Linked DNA regions of Danio rerio: region 1 is linked to region 2. A link is a contact called in public Micro-C data. All regions are on one chromosome and are shown on one strand. The core of a region is the stretch at or near the end of the contact, and the rest is flanking DNA. Distances in the headings are between cores, read along the strand shown.

Region 1 (5,544 bases), core at 1,151-3,650, 180 kb before region 2:
AACAAATAAAGTTTAAAATAAGCATTTTCTCTTGACATTCATTCATCCGCTTTTCTGGGGCCGGATCGCGGGGGCAGCAGTCTTAGCAGAGAAAACCCAGACTTCTCTCTCCCCAGACACTTCCTCCAGCTCCTTCAGGGGGGATCCCGAGGCGTTCCCAGGCCAGCCAAGAGACATAGTCCCTCCAGCGTGTCCTGGGTCTTCCAGGAGTCCTCCTCCCGGTTGGACATGCCTGGAACACCTCCCTAGATAGGCGTCCAGGAGGCATCCAAAACAGATGCCCGAGCCACCTCAGATGACTTCTCTCAATGTGGAGGAGCAGCAACTCTACTTTGAGCTCCTCACCCTTTCCATAAGAGTGCGCCCTGCCACCCTTCGAAGGAAACTCATTTCGGCTGCTTGCATCCGAGATCTTGTCCTTTCGGTCATGACCCAAAGCTCATGACCATAGATGAGAGTAAGAACGTAGATTGACCAGTAAATCGAAAGCTTTGCCTTTCAGCAAAGCTCCTTCTTTACCACAACAGACCAGTGCATTGACCGCATTAAAAAAAATTCAAAAATTTTTCGAAGGAGGTGGTCCCCAAAGTGAAAAAGGTTGAGAATCCCTGTTCTATAAAGTCTTCAACCAACTAGACCTAGCAGTAGCAGCTAAGAAGAGGGCCATTAAAGGGCTCATAGTTTACCCCTTTTTTATGATTAAATATTAGTATTATGGTTCTCTTGAGTGTGCCAGTTTAGGCTCAGTTCAACACAGTTCAGATTTTTTTATTATAGTGTGTTCAAAAGTGTCATGTTGGGGGCGTTTACACAGTTTGCTGTCTTAGAGGCGTATTGCTTCATATGAAAATTAGTTTCGGCTTCCCACCCAACGTAACAAGGGGGCGGAGCCAAGAACTCACCCGCTCTGTGTTTTCAACAGACAGGCAGACACCTAGTTAAGATCACAGGGAGCTTCTGTGACCTCGAGAAATGCAAACGGCTGAATTTTAAGGTAGACGCAATGAAAAGCACACATGTTTACAAGCCTACCTAAAGATACAACCAATAATTCCGATTACAGCAATCATGTGGTGAATGTTAATCTTGTGTTGAGCCCAATGAGCCTTACATCTAAAAATAGAGCAAGGATGTTCCTTTAGTGATATCGCTTTGACTCACACTGAAAATGGCGGACGTAAATCAACAAACTGAGCATATGGTGACGTCCATCAATGGGCCTGTAAATCAATATAGGTGGGCGGGGGGACCACACTCCTACGTCAAGTTGCGATCACTCTGAAAACTGATCCAATTGGTCCACCGTTTTTATGTTGTTAAATTGAAAAAAAAAAGGACTGGGTGTGTTTATATCACCCCAACATTATGGTCTATACACTATACTTACACATCTGTCTGTCCAAACAGCTTGAAAAGTAGATTTTTTTTACCACAGGTTCCTTTTAAGTCTGTTTGAGAAGCTGCAGAGAAAGCCACAAGACGGCAATTGATAATGAGGGCTGATCTGTGGGTGATGGCTACTGGGACGCAAGCTGGGGTCTGATCAACCTTATCTGGGTCACCTGGGTGAGTATGTCGATAGTTGAAGACCGAAACACCCGGTGACCCCAGGGCCAGGATACATTACTGACGATGCGCGCTAGTGCATTTAGATGGTGTATCTTCTACACTATTCTCATTATTTTGAACACATAGAAGAAAAGGGGATTGTCTTAATACAAAGTGATTTTTGTTCACTAATATGACAAAAAGTACCAAGTAGCTATTCTAGTTAACAAATTGCTTTAAACTTTCAAAGCTCCCAGAAGATAATGTTTTCCTAAATTAGGATTTTTTATGTGTTTATTTTAAAGGTAAATGAATTCTATACAGTGCTTTTTCCTAACTGTAAAGCTCCTCTGTTAAAAATAAAATGCAAATTCTAATAGAGAATAAGAGATCAAGTCTCAGGTAAGAAATGTAACTCAAAAGTAATGTAACATTACTTACCATACAAGGTAACTATGTAACGTAACCAGTTACTTTCTGAGAAAGTAACTTAACATTGTAATGCATTACTTTATAAAAAAAGCTTTCACAAACGCTGACTGATACCAATTCCAGCATTCAGTTTCAAATCTTTGGTAGACTGTCTGTGCCACACTACTACTCAAAAATATAGGGGTCAAAATTACTACTTGGTTTGTTTACTTTTGTGAAAAATCGTCGCATAAAGTCAACAAAGGCACAAGAACATCATAAAGCAATGGGAAAGTCAAAGTGAGATGTATTTGTGACGCCTAGTGTTGAATGTGTGAAGTTCATGATGGTAGCGTCCACCCCATCAGTGGGCGGGGTCACGGAAAAGTCCACGCGAGTAGCGGAGAAACTTCACGAATGTAAATATTGAGCGAACAACAGAGGATACGTCCTCGCGCCTTATTTCGTCCTTCTTTTTTGATTAATGCGACCATGCCGCGCAGAAAGCCTTTCAGTAACAAACAGAAAAAGAAGCAGCTCCAGGTGAAACGCGAGAGAAAGAGAGGTGGGTAACTAGCTTAGCCGAGTTAGCGCGCTCGCAGACCCTCTACGCCAGCCACGTGATTTTTTGTTTTATGATTTATATTTCAGTGTGCAGTAATGTGACCATGTCCCTCCATGTTAGATCAGTCGCCGATCAACTACGCTGCTCTAAATACTTTGCTTGCTAAGTTTTTGTGGATGCTTGTGACCAAACTTGACACCATACTGCTGTCAAATTTATGTCTGACTAGGAAACGAAAGAAGACGCTGAATTTAATTAATAAAACAGCATAAATCCATCACATTGCGCTTATTATGGAGGTCGTGTACAGTATAAACAACTGCTCGTGACAACTCGAGTGTCACGCGCCCCAACGGTTATTTGTCTTCATGGACCAGATTTCCGTTTTTATCTGTCAACTGCGAAATGACGCTGAAAGGCCTGATGATGATGATGATTATTCACCGCATTTTGAGCGGCTTGTGTTTTGCTGTTGTTAGCGCTTGTGTTATGCGGTATGTAAGTGCGCAGACTCAGCGTGAAGTTACGTAACACAATAACAAAGCGATCAATACATGCTAAAGCAGGCTGAATTAACTGCCTAAGTATTCGGCTCTAGTACACAGAAAAACTACTTAAAATAACTGCTGCTGATGAAGCAGTGATGTGGCTTTAAAGTGATTATTATGTGTCGTCATCAATCTAATTTTATTGGCATAATAATTGTAATTCATCAGAGTATTACATGATTATTACAGCAGAAGCAGCGTGGGTTATTTTCCACAGAAAGAGTATTAAGGTCTTAATACAAACAAATGAGAGTGATACTTTATTTTCGTGGTTCTTTTTAGACATTCTTTTGAATTCTTTATGTCAGTAATTTTGCAATTACCTGTCACAGCTTACTCTCATTTTATTATTCATAAGCTGCTAGTTTAGGGATTGTAGAATAAGTACAATAACACTATTTATGTACTACACATATTTATGTATTACACATATTCACTTATCTATGTAACACACATATTTAGTTTACATTGCAATTTGCACATAATATTGCTGCACATTCAAAATTGTCAATAGCAGAGATGCCCGAAGTAGAACCCGCGGGCCAAAGTTGGCCCATGGTATCCTTTGATTATCCCACCATCCCATCTGAATAGAGTGGGAGAAAGCCTTTGACAGATATCATCATTTTGACGATCCACTTGAAATAAAGTGATACAATTAAATGGTGTAAATAAGTCAGACGTTTAAAATGTAAATGCTGTCACTTGACAGATATAGGTCAATGCACAAGTCATCTGCGAGCAAATGAAGCTGAAGGCAGGAGCAGCTTGACTACTGTATTCTGCATTGAACTCCATTGTGTTATAAATGGGATTATGTTTTTACTGTAATATTTTCAGTATAAAATTTAAAAAATGATACTGCATGTGTTACTTAAAATGATTTAAAGCAACATTGAATTTTCGCTCAAATCGTGGTGATTCATATAATGTAGGTCAACATCTATCTGCACTTTGAAAGTAAATAAAAACAATAACAGGAATTACACGATTAATACCGTTGGCTGATGACAATGCAATGAGGTTTTATGAAGTGAAACGACTGGTCTGTGAATGAAGCTACACATTATTTACAATGTCATTAACTTCAATCCACAGCATCAGCAAGAAATTGTTTAACAATATTAAGCACAAGTTTCTTGTAACATAATGACAAAAATCAGTGTTTTAAAAATTCAGTCCTGCTGTTTAAGATTATGCATGAAGGTTTAACTGGTACCATTATAATATACAATTGAGCACTACATTCCACATGTGAAATTGCACCAGAACATTCAGGACATTTATTGAGTCTGTGATTTAAACGTAATAATAATAGTAATTTAATAATAATAATTTCATCTAAACATCTCTTTAGTGTTCTGCTGAATAAAAGAAAAGTAACTTGTATATTGACTGACCTCAGTTAAAATGAACGACAGATTTTCATTTTTGGGTGAACTATCCGTTTGGGTAAACTATCCCTGCTGGTTGACGAGAGCTTGCAAATGCAATTTTAATGGAACTATTCCAATTGAAGTATTGTCACAAACAAAAAGACTGATGCTGCTTTGCTTTCAAAGTCTTCAAGATAAGCCCTCACTCTTTAAAGTTTTTGTTTATGTGTGTGCAGGAGAAACCGGGTCAGGTCACAGCAGCCGAAATGCCAGCGTGGAGAGAGGACCTGGCAGAGACAGACAGTCGGATACATCAGACAGCGAGACGACAGACATCAGGCGGATCAACCATCAGCCTGGCACCAGAGACGGCAGATATGACCCCAACAGGTGAGCCGGGACAGGTGAAACAGTCAGTCCAGCCTTGTCTCATTCATAAAACATAAGCTAATTTGGCAGAGGCCTGTATCGTCCTGTTCATCTCATATTGGCTTGTTTTGCAGATTCCGGCTGCACTTTGAGAAAGAAAGCAAGGAGGATGTCGAGAAGAGGAAGAAAACAGCAAGGGAGAAAATCCTTAAGCCGGTGGTAGAAAAGGAGCTTGAGATGGATATAAATCAGATCTATCCTGAGGACAAAGGTATTCATGATTCTGAGTCATTTAAAGTAATGGTTCTCAGCTGGGAGTCTGAGTCAAATATCGTTATGATGATAAGCTTTCATTTTCGAATTGCTTGCTAAAACTTGCCAAAATTGTCCTCCATGTTACACCATTAAATGTTGCAGCATCTGAAAGCAAAGGGCATGTTGTGACTGTGAAAAATATGAGACAATGACCTCTGTTTGAATCCTTTCACTGTAAATGGGAAAAGGAGATACCTGTGAATTTATATTATTATTATTTTTTTTTAATGATGCATATCTTTTTTTGTAATGATTGGAATATCTTTTAGATACAATAAAAGTTTATGAAGTTTAAAAAATGTATCCATTAAATCCCCAAATATTGAATTCCATTGTTTTTCATGTAATGGCTAATTAATATTCCTGTTTTGTTTACACAAAAAGAAAGTCAATAGTTAATTTTAAAGTATTT
Region 2 (5,203 bases), core at 13-2,512:
TTTATTTGAATTGTCTCTTTTTAGATTTAAGAAAATGTCTACTTGGTGTTGCTAGTTTTTTTCATCCACAAAAGTAATGCCAGTGGTATCCAGAGAGTGGCAGTGTTGCAGCTTTGGCCCTTACATGTTCTGTACATTATAATATGTTGATGAATTAAAAGCATTGCAAAAATGATCAATCATTAAATCTTAATAAAAGTAGCAACACAACATTTATAACTCATAAATAAATTCTTAAATTTTAATTAAACATTTTCTGCTTTTTAAATATTTTTAAAACATTACTTTTTGTTAATTGTTAAAATGTTAAAGATTTACATTTAAGTTAGTGTGGAATAAGTCAAGGTATGGAGCTAATAACATGCCAAACCAATCTGAATTTGAATTGTGTTATTTGAATTATTGATAAAAGTAGTTTAATAAGTCAGAATTTTTACATGCCATTTTAAATTGTTTTGAATTTGAATTTCTTATTAACACAATTCAAATTCCGATTGTTTTGGCATATTATTAGCTCCATATCAAAGAGTTAAAAAAAAGCCAAAAGATTTTTTTTCTAACAATTATTTAAATGAATTATATATATATATATATATATATATATATATATATATATATATATATATATATATATATATATATATAAATGATAGTTTTTTATGCTCTAAGTTCATTAACGCAGAATGAAGGGAGTGAGTGTAAAGAAAGTTAAAGAGCTGGTGCTGCTCTCTACTGGACAGCTAACAGAAAATTGAAGACGTCACGTCCCCAAAAGATGTCATATTTAATTTATTCCTGTCATATGTAATATTTTACTATGGATTAATGTGTGATATTATTATTGTAAACAGAGTATTTCATGAAAATGGTGGCTAAGTTGATAAATGCTTATACATATCCAAGCGTTTCCTGATAGATTATTATAAACTTATATAAATTATATCTCTAAATATAAAACTGTAGAATTCAGAATTAAGTTATATATATATATATATATATATATATATATATATATATATATATATATATATATATATATATATATATATATATATATATATATATATATATATATATCTTATAGATATGGTCATACAAACCCTTAATCTTAAATGAGCAAGTTACTAATGGGGCGGAGAAATGACATAATCGTCCCACGTATTTCACAAATGAGTCGCACATGCACTACTATTATACAGGAATAGAACGGACGGTAGGCGTGTTCTTCTGCATCTCATACCTCCGATTGGTCGTTGCTCTCGGGCGTCAACGAAAAGGGCAGGTCCGTGCGTCTTGACTGACATAGGGAGCACTAGAGAGGATAAGTGTCTTGTTCTGTCTGCTTGGGAAATTTATGGGGCTTTAAATTCTCACAGGGACACGGATTCATCAAAGGGGGACTGCGAGGTACGTCTTGAGCTTTATGAATTATTTGAGGCTATAGGTGCGGTTGTTTGTATGAGCAGGGCTCTACACGTGGATGTCTGTGCAGCTGTCTCACACTGGGGACACTTTTGATTGGAGCGCTAACCAGCTAAATCCAGTTAGCAGTCTAATAATAAACAGCTGATTGCTGCTAGCACTCCGCGGCTACACTGGTTAAGCTAACTGTTGAAAGCAGTTCAAGGCATGAATGAAAGAACTGCGAAAATCAGCAGCACGAACTCGCAATGTAAACTTTATATTCTTTGGGCAATCGAGTTTGGTTTGTAAAAGCTGTAGTAGCACTGAGCGCGAGCAATGTGCTCTTTGCGTCCCACGCGCTGCGCTTTTCCTTGAAGTTGAATGGGCCGCACGTGCGCTCGTGTTGCCATCATAAAAATCTCCGGCGTGTTACGTACTGTCCAGAGTGACTGGAAACGTTAACTGGAGGCAGGTTTTTTTTTTTACTAGAACAGAACAGATTAACAAAACATGGCACTTCCAGGACAGTCAACCGTAGCAAGAATGCGCGAGTGAATTTAATGTAACAATGAGAGCAGCCCAATTCAACACGGTCATATAGCTTTGGTGCGTTATAACTCATTTACAACACCGTACAAAGGTATTTTTAAATTTGTTCTGCATTTGCTTGCTGCTAAGTACTGTTAAAGTGGGTCATTATACATCTAAATCGCAAAACAGACCCCAGGAGTCAGGCATATTTAAAGGGATAGTTCACCCAAAAAAATGAAAGTAGTTCATTTACTCATCCTCCACTACTTCCAAACCTGGTTGAGATCATTTGTTTGAACGCTAAAGATGATGTACTGAATAATGTAAAGAAGCACGTTAAAAGAAAAACACTGAATAATGCACAGCTCTAATTTGTTCATCGTCTAACTACAATCAAAAATTGCATACATTTTCTAAGGAAAATACGCACATGCGCGTTTTGCCTTCTTAAGTTTTATCTGGCGGTTGGCAAATCACGTTTTACCTTCATCACACAGGACAAATGAAAAGGAAAAAAATGAATTTTAATGCACAGTAAATTTAAGTTTGATGGTTCGCTAAGTTCTGATAATACTTAGTTTGAAAAAATCTGACTATTGTGGAAATATGCAGATGGAAGACTGACTTTTTATACTACCTAGCTTTTAAACAACATATACTTAAACAAAATTACTTCTAAAATAACTTTTTTAATACAATTGGTACACTTTCAGGTGTTTTAATGGCAGTGATTATGGTTCTTAATAAGAACAATAAAACATGTTTTTATAGTGCACTATGAAATAATAAATATAGTCCCTTTAATGAGGGGTCACCACAGTGGAATGAACCGCCAATTCATCCGGCATTTGTTTTATGCAGCAGATGCCATTCACACACAGACACTACAGATAATTTAACTTAACCAAAACACCTAGTGCGCATGTCTTTGGATCCCAGAGAGCAGTTCACACCGGACAGTTCATTAAGGATGTACCACTGGATAACGTCTTGCTATAGTAGTTGAACATGATATTTAATTAATCTTGTCTCTATCTAACAATTCTTCGGTCTTTTAAATCAATCAGGTAACATGTCACAGCGTCAGTACACTGCTTCAATCTTTTGCTTTCACACTTTGAAATTTTAGCAAAAACCTCTGATACTGTTAGTAGTGCACCATTTACCAACCAAATTTGTCGACAGCATTAAAACGACACAGATCACTCTGCCTATTCATGCCAGAGTCCCATTGTGTAATCCCATTGGGTAATTTGTGTGTAACTTATCTTTATTTATTCAATTCAGCTTTATTTGTATATCGCTTTTAGCGATATACAAATAAGCAGCTTCACATAAATGGTCATAGTAACTGGAACAGTGTAGTTCAGTTTTTAGTGTTTAAGTTCAGTTCAGTTTAGCTCAGTTCAGTGTGATTTGAAATCATTACTGAGAGTCCAAACACTGAAGAGCAAATTCATCGATGCGTAGCTCTACCAATCCTGAACCATGCGAGCCAGTGGCGACAGCGGAGAGGGAAAAAAAACTTCACCAATAGGAGAGTGAAGGGAAAAAAATGGGTATGAGTGAAACAAAGACCATGCAGGGCAGGTAGTTGAAGCGGTAGGCTACAAATAATTAATTTGTCATGATACTTCGTTCTTATTAGTAAATACATTACCTACTGTAACCTTATTGTAAAGTGTGACTATTAAATAGATTGTTCACTTCAGAATGAAAGTTTACTCACCCTGAAGTAGTTTTAAACCTGTTTTTCATGAGTTTATTTTTCTGCTGAACACAAAAGAAGATATTTAGAAAACAATGAACAGAATCATTGAGATTTATAGTACAGTAAGAAGAATAATTGCCAGTGGTTTCCAACCACTGTTTTTATTTTATGTTTTATTCGACAGAAGAAAGAAATCAAATAGATTTGGATAAGTGGAAGACGAGTAAATTGTGACTTTTTAGGCAAACTAGTTTTTTAATTCATTGCAGTTGTTTGAAAACAAACGTCTGAGGAAACATTTTATGTTGATAAGTTTGTTTCTGAATTAAAGCCTCTATAATATGCTCCTCTACTTTGAAACACCTTGGCCTAGTTACATACTCCCCAGCCTTTTGGCCTCAGGCTATTCGTGTGAACATTTTATTCTACGTCAGACACTGCAGAAAACACATTGTGTACTATGATTCAAAGCAAAACACACAAGACCAAGTCAGAGTGTGACACTGCTTGCTTGAAATTGCCAAGATACTGCTGGGGCTGGATTCACAATGCATTCTTGAGAAAAAAATTCTTCTTGACTGCCATTGCTTCCTGTTTTTTAACTTAGGAAAAGAGTTAAGTGTTTTTTATATATATATATATATATATATATATATATATATATATATATATATATATATATATATATATATATATATATATATATATATATATATATATATATAATCTTAATGTTCTTGCCTTTTTTAGATTAAGAAAAAACATTAATTTAATTCTTGAAAATAAAATACTTAAAACAAGGTAAAGTTAAAATTACTGACCACTAGTAATGCTTTTTTGTTTAAATATGAAGCATAATATTATAAAATTAATAATGTAAAAGCATGAAATTTTGGTTTAAATTAGCCCTCTTGGCTTGTTAGATGTTTGTGTTCCAGAGTGAAATGCTTGACTGGTGTTTCCCATCTCCAGTCCGCAGGACCTCTCTGGCTGCACATTTTGCATTTCTCTCTTATTTGACACACGAGAATCAGTTCATAGATCTTGCTGTTTACGAGCTGATGATCCGTATCAGGTTTTTTAAGTAGGGAATGCATACAAAATGTGCAGGGTAAAGGTGTTAAGGACTAGAATTGTGAACCACTGCTTTAGAGAACGTCTTGCCTTGTCTTTTTTGTCATTCATTTCCAATTAGCTGAGAATTTTATGCTTTCCTGCAATTTTATTTTCTTTTGATGGTTAATTTCATTAAACAAACCCATCTCACACACTTTACATTTAAAAACTTGACCAAGGTGTGGCTGCTACTTTAAAACAGTGATAAAATAATATGGCTGTTTTACATACAACTTTTTTTTCAATATCTTCTTTTGTGTGCAACAGAAGAAATATAACAGAACTTTTTTTTTTAAAAATTATGAGTTCGACCCCTGGTGATTGTCATAAAGTTTTGACTTTAAAAATCTTATTTAGACTCCAAAAATGTAGCCTTTGTTTATGATATTGGTTTCAAATAATGTGATTGCAATCATGGATATAATTTTTTAGGAGATCCCT

What was found. Hi-C and Micro-C count contacts between places; a contact is called where the count stands out from the background.
Region 1: a Micro-C map of caudal fin shows a contact between it and region 2, with 8 times the contacts expected there. The contact joins the promoter of gnl1 here to the promoter of pals2a in region 2. A contact is called at or near these places in 1 of 18 Hi-C or Micro-C datasets (caudal fin) and 1 of 4 datasets of contacts at active chromatin or transcription factors (caudal fin).

The regions. Positions count from the first base shown.
Region 1 is chr16:23,020,404-23,025,947 of GRCz12tu, reverse strand. gnl1 (guanine nucleotide binding protein-like 1) reads left to right here and starts at 2,400. Exons shown (of 12, transcript NM_001077253.1): 1 at 2,400-2,524; 2 at 4,685-4,838; 3 at 4,952-5,088. The coding sequence starts at 2,452. All of the region lies in intron 1 of LOC137487900 (a long non-coding RNA gene), which reads right to left.
Region 2 is chr16:22,838,280-22,843,482 of GRCz12tu, reverse strand. pals2a (protein associated with LIN7 2, MAGUK p55 family member a) reads left to right here and starts at 1,262. Exons shown (of 14, transcript NM_001256189.1): 1 at 1,262-1,407. All of the region lies in intron 1 of LOC137487900 (a long non-coding RNA gene), which reads right to left.